2 separate regions of the Sorghum bicolor genome follow, and region 1 is linked to region 2. A link is a contact called in public HiCAR-type data. All regions are on one chromosome and are shown on one strand. Each heading gives the region's core, a stretch centred on a gene start, on an enhancer-like site or on the middle of the called end of the contact. The rest is flanking DNA. Distances are from core to core; before and after follow the strand shown. Region 1 holds the start of LOC8076644. Region 2 holds the start of LOC8069747 (probable WRKY transcription factor 74).

Evidence for each region. HiCAR-type assays count read pairs that join an accessible place to other places.
Region 1: a contact with region 2 is called in a HiCAR-type map of leaf, with 3 times the contacts expected there. The contact joins the promoter of LOC8076644 here to the promoter of LOC8069747 in region 2. A contact is called at or near these places in 1 of 4 Hi-C or Micro-C datasets (leaf mesophyll) and 1 of 1 datasets of contacts at active chromatin or transcription factors (leaf).

Annotation. Positions count from the first base shown.
Region 1 is chr8:58,875,441-58,880,426 of Sorghum_bicolor_NCBIv3, reverse strand. It overlaps LOC8076644, which reads left to right and starts at 2,688. Exons shown (of 3, transcript XM_002443448.2): 1 at 2,688-2,866; 2 at 3,296-3,548; 3 at 3,659-4,941. The coding sequence starts at 3,360. The coding sequence ends at 4,021.
Region 2 is chr8:58,585,914-58,591,237 of Sorghum_bicolor_NCBIv3, reverse strand. It overlaps LOC8069747 (probable WRKY transcription factor 74), which reads left to right and starts at 3,953. Exons shown (of 4, transcript XM_002443438.2): 1 at 3,953-4,182; 2 at 4,280-5,324. The coding sequence starts at 4,515.

The sequences.
Region 1 (4,986 bases), core at 1,439-3,938, 290 kb before region 2:
TTCGGTCGATCATACAATAATATATTATGTAAGGGTAATATAAGTCATATTACTTTATTTGTTTTCACAGTCATGGCTCAAAGGAAAAGTGTGACCATGATTAACGTCATTCTATGTGAAACTGACTGTTGGTCAACTCAACATAGATACGCCGGTAACTTACAAATACACTTTACTTGTTAAGTCGTTCTACCAAATGTTCTCATTTCACATCAAATAGTAGAAACCTTTTGTACACACATTGAGGTAAATGGGAATAATGCAAAACCCACTTAAAGGAGCATACTACACCATTACTAGAAGGGTAACTATTACTTTATTGGCTAAAGTTGGAAATAGTACTAGCCCAACAAGTTTACATGTATACTATGACTCATTGCACAAAAGTTTACATAAATGTGAATATATTACTGTACACTATTGAATAATAATAATAATAATAATAATAATAATAATAATAATAATAATAATAATAATAATAATAATAATAATAATAATAATAATAATAATAATAATAATAATAATAATAATAATAATAATAATAATAATAATAATAATAATAATATGGAAGTAAAATAGAGCATTTTAAGGTAATCCAAACTGTAGTGTGCAGCCGTCCACTATAAGGTTATCCATGTTTTGGCATCTCTATCGTAAAAAGAGGTGCTCGTTTTATTATAAAACCACTCATTGCTTCGTGATAGACCCAAAATCAGTTATTGCATAACAAACAAGCACCACAATAAGTTGGCACATGCCGTTTTAGGGACCGTGATCAATAAGGTACGGAGATTTGATTTGCTCCATGAAATTATTATTCTTACTGGCCATTTATTTTCTTAAAATGTCAATATCAAGATGCGTGTAGCAATGAAAATTGAAACTAATAAACCCGGACGAAATTCTGATAATATTCTGATCATGGAGAAAGTATGCAATATGCATGCCAGTTTTTTTCTTTGATTTTGAAGACTCTCATGGGAAATTCGAACTTGCTTACATATTTGAATTATGATGCATGGACTGGATATTTGAGTTTCGAGCACAGATATTTTCCTCCAACCACAACATTTCTTTTTAGCATGTTATAAAGCAACACTTCTTTTAACATGTTTAATCTTGTGTGTAGCATTTTGACATTTCTAAAATTGAAGAAATGTAGGACCAGATCGATGAGCTGCTTGTTTTTGGTAGGCAAACTCTCTTATGTCTGCTACTACATCCATACTAATTTTTTGCAATAACATACATGCAAGTAATTTCCCTGTACTAGTTCGTGGAACAATAAGCTGGTTTCTACATACAATTTATATCAAGAAAAATACAATGAACAGTAGAGCAAAAAAATAATAATTTAAATGCATTACAAATACATAAGGATACAATTACTTTACATGGACTAATATCAACGTCATTGGCACCAGGTCACCAGCCTGAATTCCAGAAGACTGCACGGCCTTGTTTAGCTGAGAAGATAAAAGTTTTTGGGTACACTTTCGTTTTTATTTGGTAATTATTATTCAATTATGGACTAACTAGATTCAGAAGATCCGTCTCGCAAATTACAGATAAATTATGTAATTAGTTATTATAGTAAATATTCTATACATGTGCCCCGGTAAGATTTAATGTGACTACGAATCTTGAAAAGCTTTTAAATTTTAAGATAAACTAAGCAAGGCCGTAAGAAACAAAGAGAGGTGGGGCTGGAGTACACCAAATTCTTCCAAAATTCAAAGAGAGGTGGAGCTGGAGTACATCAAGGCCATGTTTAGTTTCTAAATTGAAAAATTTCGCGACACCGTAGCACTTTCGTTTGTTTATAATAATTATTGTCTAACAATAGACTAACTAGGCTCAAAAGATCCGTCTTGTAAATTTCGACCAAACTGTGCAATTAATTTTTATTTTCGTCTATATTTAATACTTTATGCATGCGCCTAAAGACTCGATGCAACGCAGAATCTTGAAAAATTTTAAATTTTAGGGTGGAAATAAACAAGGTCCAAATTCTTCCAAAATACCATCGTGAGACAAAAAAAGAAGTTTGAAAAAAAAACCAAAAAGGCTCTATGACCAGGCACAAGATGAAAAGGACCCAATTTGTTAAGGATGTATTTAGGTCTAGAAACTTTTTAAATTTATATACTGTAATATTTTTATTTATATTTGATATCATTTGTATTTGGTAATTAATGTTTAATTATAGACTAACTAAACTAAAAAGAATCGTCTCACGATTTACAGATAAATTATATAATTATTTATTTTGTCTATATTTAATATTTTAAATATATATTCAAAAATTTGATGTGACGAGAAATCTTATAAACTTTTTTGGAATTTGAAGTTATCTAAACAGGCGCTAAGCTCAGCAATCATGGCCACTATGTTTTGCCGTGCAGGCCGAAAAAAATAAATCAATTATTTCATCCTGTCCTGTCTCCCACCTGCTTTTGCTCAAACTGTTTCCCACATGCAACATTATTAAAAAAAATTCAAATACATATTCCACCCCTTCTCTGTACTACATATACTGATATACCAATAGCATCCTTTTCAGTTGTGATGATATATAAAAAAGAAAAAAACCAATAAAAAAATGTCCCCTTGCGGGTAAGCTGTCTTCCCTCCCTCTGGTGTGGGTTTGTGGTGCCCCATCATTTTCGGGCTATTTAAGGCACCCATTCCCCTCCATTCCCTTCCTTCCTCCTCATCCAGCACAGGGAGCTCCACTCAAAGCTTGAGCTTTATTTTTTCTTGTTTTGTTTTATTTTCTTGGTAGGAGTAACAATAGTTCCTGGCTGCCTGCCTTCCTCCCTATCCTAGGAGCAGGAGGAGAGAAATCCAGAGGCAAAAGCTTCAGGTAAACAAACATGGCACCCTCTCCCTCCTCCTGTCTTCCATCCCTTCTGAATAGCTCAGATCTGTTCTTATTTGTTCCTGCACCAGTTCATCTTAGCTAGCAACATGCCTGTTCCTTGCTGCAAATTTCTCTCTGAAGGATTTGTGGTTTATTATTTTGGGTAAGGCCAGTGGTCATTCTCTATACTGGTGTCATGTCAAAATAACATGCTTTCTTGCACCCATATGTTTGAAGATTCATTTTTACGAGGAAAACTGTCACTAATCCTTCACCAAGCTTTACCTCACCATATAGGTCTCATAAAATCTTGTCCCTGTCCTGTTTTCTCCTCAGATCTGCACACCTGTTATGAAATATTTCATCTTTTTTCTTCGTGGACAACTCAACTACCGTAGCTAACCATTTCTTGCGATGTGTTTGTTCTTGCAGGGTTTGTATAAATTCTAGATCTAATCGACTAACCAGAAAAAAAACAAAAAGAAAGCGAGAAAGCATGAGTCACTTCGCCGCCACCATGAAGAGCCCCGTAGCCGTCGCGGCGCCGGTCGCCGCCGCTGCCGGCGACGCCAAGAGCCCTCTCTTCTGCCCCAAGCCGCGGCGCCCCGTGGCGCCTCTCCGGTGCCACCAGAGCGGCGGGTTCTCCGACGCCGGCATGGATCTGCTCGACCTCCTCCTCTCAAAGGTGGGATCTTTCGCCTCCTCGTCCACGGATTTCCTCCTCAAAGGTGTTTTTTTGCACTGCTTCCCTCGACATGGCGCTGACGTTTTCCTGTCGGAACGTGTTCTTGGCAGGGAGAGGAGAGCGGTCTGTCGGCGGCGTCCCCGCAGCCGCCGCTGTTCTGCGGCTCGCCACCGCGGCGAGCGTCGAATCCGGTGGTCCACGACAGCCGGTTCGGCATGGACTGCCCGGCCATGCCCATGCCCATGCCCATGCCGGGACTGCCGGTGGTGGCCGCCGCCGCCCCAGTGGCCGTCCAGCGGCCGACCCCGCGCCCGTCAGTGGCGGCGGCGCCGTCCATGTCGCCGCGCGGCGGGGCCGGCGGGTGCGCCCGCGCCCGGTTCGCGTTCCAGCCCGCCGCGGTCCGCGTCGAGGGTTTTGACTGCCTCGACCGCAGTCGCGGTGGCCGCGGCCATGGCATCACCGCCATGGCCTAGATGCACATACAACACCCCAAGTAACCCTGAGACCCCTCCTTCCCCCCTCTATCCATGGCGCAAAAAAAAAAGCCATCCTTGGCTTGGTTGGAGGAGAGGGGAAGGGGAAAATTGAGAGGATCAATTCGTCCTAAATTTTAACCCCCCCCTAAAAACTACTACTTTATATAAATCCGTCCCATCCATCCATCTTCCACCAAACCAACCAATCCATCCCACAATCATAATGAGTTTAGGTAATTTTACCACAGATCTTTTTTGTATGTAAATAAAGTTTCAGGTTCAGGCTCGTCATCATGTAAATTCGGGAGCACTACTACTAGCTGGGGAAGGGAATGAAATTGGGTAGAAATTAGAGGGAGGAGCAGGGACAACAAAGAAGAAGAATGCCCCTCTTGGATCAATCAAGATTTCCTCATCTGTCCCTGCCTCTTGTCTCTGGGAGGAGGATTGGTTTAGTGATTGGATTAGGTGGGAGGGAGGTTGGGATTAGTTAGGTAATCTGTCGTAGTTTCATCAATCAATGATGCTTTTTCTTTTTGGTTTTTGATGATGATGGAAATTGTTTTTTGTCCGTCCGTCCGTCCATGCAACCAAGAAATTTCTTTGTCCCAAGGCCATGGAGAATCTGTACAAAAGAGTGGCTACCTACAAGAGGAGAGAGTTGAGTTTGTCTGAGAGCAGAAGCAGAAGCTAGGTTTAAGTCAGTCGGTCAGCCAGTCAGTGGATGAGCTGAGAGAGACATTCATTCACATGCTGAGACTGAGAGGGTTATTATTTGTGATATTTTTCTCTTCTTTTTTTTTTCCTGATTTTGTATATTGTAATATCCAGCTGGATTTCCAATGAATCAACCTGTATAATACCAGTATTAATTATGAATCATGCTACATGAATGAGTGAATGAATGATTATCTTCACCACCAGCACCAGCACAAGCACCACCCTGGAATTCAGACTTTTCT
Region 2 (5,324 bases), core at 2,704-5,203:
ATAAGCGGTTTTGAAGGCGATTTTTTCTTTTCCTTTTTTATTTATTTCGGCTAAAACTTTGAAAAATTATAGTAAATCATAAAATAGAAAATTAAATTTTATTGGACTCCATATGAGTAGTTCTATGCGTGCACTGTGTAGATCTACTCATGTAAATTCTAATAAAATTAGATTTTCTATTTTATATTTCTTATGATTTTTTATGATTTTTTTAAGATTTAGCTAAAATAAATAAAAAAGACAAAGACAAAACCGCCTTCAAAACCGCTTGTAATAGGGTTAGAGAGGTAAGATGAATGGTTTTAAAAATTGCGGCAAGTGTTTTGATCTAGTTTTAGAGTTTAGGAAGAAAAACGGACTTTTATAAAAGTTGAGGAGCTAATGTGGACTTTTTTCATATAAGAAAAAGGCACAGTAAGCTTGTGTGGAGAAGAGAATGGACCCAAAATAATAGGCCATTATTGGGCCTCGAACCTTGCCAGCCCAATAGCGATACACACCACGGTGGTATCCATTTCTACCCGTCCCACTCGTGTTGTTTGCTCGCTGGCATGCCCAAAGCCCCAAACTCTTTTTTATAGGGACAGCCCAAACTCATTTGTGTACGTATCTTTCTTTTTCTGTTTTTTTTTTGTGTGTGTGTGTGGGTTTGTGAACGGGTGTACGTATATCTATTGAAACTTGAGCTTGCTCAAAAAAACAAAAATCTATTGAAACTTGAAAGGAATTGCGATCCGACCAAACAAAAAGATTGACTCGTTTTAAAAAAAGGTTAAACTGTTAAGGACAGCACGACGGGTGGGAGAGCACGCGCTCTGCACGAGGGAGGAGGAGGCCGAGGCACAGGGACCCACCGGCCGGTGTTTTGCGACCGTCGCCCGCCGTCAAAGCCAAGAAAAGCCTCACTTTTTCAAGATTTTCTGTTACGTCGAATCTTACGGTATATGTATAAACCACTAAATATAAATGAAAACAAAAACTAATCACACAGTTTGACTGTAAATCACGAAATGAATCTTTGAAGCCTAGTTAGTCCATGATTAAATAATATTTGTCAAATAAAAACGAAAATACTACAATACCAAAATCCAAAATCTTTTCGGAACTAAACAAGACCAAACTTTATTTGGCCATGGCTTTTCACCAAGTCCGATTTACTTCCCCAATTCAGAAAACAAATAAAAACGGGTTCTTTTAACTTCTCTAACGTTTTAAAACCGTCTGATTTTGCTCTATAAGCTTACAAACGATCACGACAGTCATCTATACTGTTTAGGACCTGAGGTCCGCGAGAGACCATGCGAAATGGTCTCTAATGTCATCTACATTATTTTAGAATTAATTATATGTATATTTTTATAAAAATATTTTTCAAGATAAATCTATTTAGATAGTTTTTACATTTATAAACTTAACAATTTAAAAGTTATTGATAATTTATATTTTTATGTTTGACGGACGGAGTATGCATCTCGTTATACATGATTGTTTAGGTCTAAATGTGCTCTATGTCGAAATCTTGGCTCCGCCCCTCCAACAATGAATGTCTGTTCATGTGTGTATAAGGCTAGATAACGAGCCTGACTCGGGTCATTATGAACTTGAGTTGGCTCGTTAAACTCGAGCCAAGTATAAAAAATACACAAAATATAATATTTGCATTTATCTAAAGCTTAAAAATAGTAATAATACAAGAATGATATATCCAATAGTCTTAAGTCGAGCAAATATTCATACGAGCTAAGAGCAACTCCAACCATTATGCAAATGGACTTGGCATTTACCAAAATGCATACAACTCCAAAAAAAACCGCTCCAATCATTATGCATTTGGACTTTGCATTTTACATAGCTATGCATTTGGAGAGAGAAACTTGGCATATATGCCAAAGGAGTCCGGCTATGCAAATAGAGATCACGGGATTCTCGGTTCCACCTCGCAGGCTTTTTTCTTCCCTTCGCGCGGTTTCCCTTCGCGCCGCCACCACTTCGCGCGATAAGAGAAGCATCGCGCATCCTCCTTCGCCAGCTTCGCGCGCGCGTTTGGACGAAGCAGCGCACAATAGGACGACGCAGCGCGCGATAGGACGAATCTACGACGCCTTCCTCATCAACGCCGGCTAGGTACGCCTTCTTCATCAATGGTGAACGGGAGACGACGGCGGGCTGTTCGGCGCGGGATCGATTGGCCGCGCGGGAAGGAGTGCCGCGAAACAAAATTTCCGAGAAAAAAAAGATGATGGACTTAGCATTTTGCATAACGGTTGGAGATCACCCGATTTTAGCCTTGCCATTTTCATTTGGGGGTTTGCAATTTGCCTAAAATACATAACTTCAAATGCATAATGGTTGGAGATGCTCTAACATTTCAATTATTTGTAAGGTGTAAGACATGAAATAATACAAAACTAATATAAGTTATGATGACTTTTTCTCTAAAATTGTAGCTCGTTTGGCTCGTGAGCTGGCTCGAGTTGGCTCGTTATAGCTAATAAGCTAAAATCAGCTCATTATGATAACGAGTATAGCTGAGCCAAACCAGCTACAAGCTGAACGTGGTAACGAGCTTCAAGTTTTCTGTCTAGGCTTATGTGTGTATAACTAACACATGTATTGCCTTAAAAAAAACTAACACATCTATTCATATTTTCGATACTTCAGGGCGAAGTGAGTAATAAATAGGATTGTGTATGAAGTGGTTATGCATACATATATTGTCAATAGAAATCTGTTGAACTTCTACGTGGTCTAAGCCGTAATAGATAAATACAAGTATATATTAACAAATAAACATCTAAAGAGGACCGTATAACATTCAAAAAAATCTCATCAAGGCACTACAATATAAAAGCATGATCTTAGAAATAAATAAATAAAATTATCATTTCTTTAGGAAAACACTTTTTCAATGACATTTCTAAGAATTTAGGACTTCTAATTTCAGAACTATTAGAAAATTTTTTGGATGCCTCATAAAAAACTTGTTCTATATCTATTTTTTTTATAAAGTCCACTGATGAAGTTCAATCTACCTCCTTCGTGGTTAACGTAGTACCTTATAGTACGGCTGATATGACACTACATCAGCCAAAGCCGCTCAAAGAAGAATTCAAACACTTTTTAAAATTAGCCTTGTTTAGTTGTAAAAATTTTGTAAAATGGACACGGTAGTATTTTCGTTTGTATTTGACAAATATTATCCAATCATGAACTAAGTAGCCTCAAAAGATTCGTCTCGCAAATTACAGGTAAATTGTGTAATTAGTTATTTCTTTTATCTATATTTAAGTTCTGTGCATGTTCCGCAAGATTCGATATGACATGGAATCTGAAAAATTTTGTAAATTTTTTTTGAAAAGCCGAGCCCAAAGAGAGGTTATATTTTTTAGCTTTTCCTCGCAGGGGTGGTGGGCCCTTCACTGACCCCGCGAAGAGCGGTCCCACTGGCCGCCGTGGAGGACTACTGGGCCGGACGGGGCCGGCCTCGTTTTAAATTCAAGCCTGTGTGGGCTACCTGCGCCTCCGGCTTGACTAGACTGTAGACTCCTCAGCTGGCAACCAAAAAAAAAAAAAAACACCCTGTAATTCCAAGGACGAACAATTTCAGTTCCGTGCCTCTCAAGGTCGCAGCGGTGTTCCTCTTGCTACCTCTCTCTTTTTCTAATCTGATCTGAAAATACAAATATATTATTACTCCATAATTAAAATAAAAGTCACATGTATTAATAATTAATTAATGCATACGAGACCGTAGGCATGATTTTTCTTTAGTAGTATTCTTTTTCAAGCTTTGTACTACCCATGCATGACCATGTCCCCACTGACCGCTGTCTTTGACATTGTTGACTCCGAGTCCCAACCGAAAGCGACGCTTTCCCGAAAACACCCCTCCGGATCCGGCAAATTAGCCCCTCATATACCTCCGCCGCGCGCTTCCCCCCATTCCTCTCTCTTCCTGCTCCTGCTCCTGCTCCTGCTCTCATCCATCCTCCCTCCTCGATCCCCTCCACGCCGGCCCTGCCGGACCGCGCCGCCGCCGCCGGCCGTTCTCCCCCGCGCCGTGCCTGTGGTTCTGGAGCGGGCGGATTCGTTCGGTGCGTTCTTGGCCCGCCGCCGCCTGTCCGTGTGCCGGAGCCTCGTGCTGCGCGCGGCGTGTTGCCTCCTCCTCCTCCTCCAGTCCAGGTGCGCAATCCGGTACCGTGCTCTTTCCATGAGCCGAGGATTGGAATAATCCACCCTTCCTGAATCCTGATGGGCCGTTTCTTTCGTTCCTGTGCAGTTTGCTTCCGAGCCCTTTTGAGATTCCCCGGAGATCTGCTTAATCCGTGCGGGCTCTCTGGTTCCGATGTGCAGACGCTGCTGCCCGTGAGCGCTGGCAGGAGCCTGAGGTACGTCCGAGGTGGAAGAAGAGGAGTTCGTGGCTGGACGAAAGAACAATCCTTTCTTTGTCCACTCGGCGGCCGCCGCTGCTAGCTTCTCCATTCCAGGTCGGTCGGCTTCCAGTCCAGCCAGCCATGGAGGAGGTGGAGGTGGCCAACAGGGCCGCGGTGGAGAGCTGCCACCGGGTGCTGGCCTTGCTCTCGCAGCAGCAGGACCCGGCCCTGCTCAAGAGCATAGCTTCAGAGACGGCCGAAGCCTGCGCCAAGTTCAGGAAAGTAGCCGCCCTCCTCGGCAGTGGCAGTGGCGGTGGCGGCGGCTGCGGCCATGCTAGAGGCAGGTTCTCCAGACGAGTCCGGCCTATGGGTCTCGTGAACCAGAAGAGTCCCTTGGGGAGCGGCAGTGGTGGCGGCGGCAGCCCGCTGGAGATGATGCCCAGCACCGCTGCTGCTGCTGCTGCGGTGGCGGCTCCGTCTCCATCGACTAGCTACGCACAAATGCGAGCTCGGCTTAACGGTGTGCCAGACTCACGAGGGCTGGATTTGGCCTGCTCCAGCAGCAAGAGTGGCGGCCCTCATCCGTTCGGAGCCCCCAAGCTGGTCCAGCCGCTTTCTGTGCAGTTCCAGATTGGGAATGTTGCGCATAGGTACCCGTTCCACCAGCAGCCCCCGTCGCGGCAGAAGCTGCAGGCCGAGATGTTCAAGAGGAGCAACAGTGGGATCAGCCTCAAGTTCGAGAGCCCCAGCCCCAGTGGCGGCGCTGCTGGCACGATGTCGTCTGCGAGATCATTCATGTCGTCCTTGAGCATGGATGGGAGCATGGCTAGCTTGGATGGGAAGCGGCCATTCCATTTGGTTGGCACCCCGGTGGCGAGCGACCCAGCTGATGCCCACCGCGCACCCAAACGGCGGTGCACGGGTAGAGGGGAGGATGGAAGAGGCAAGTGT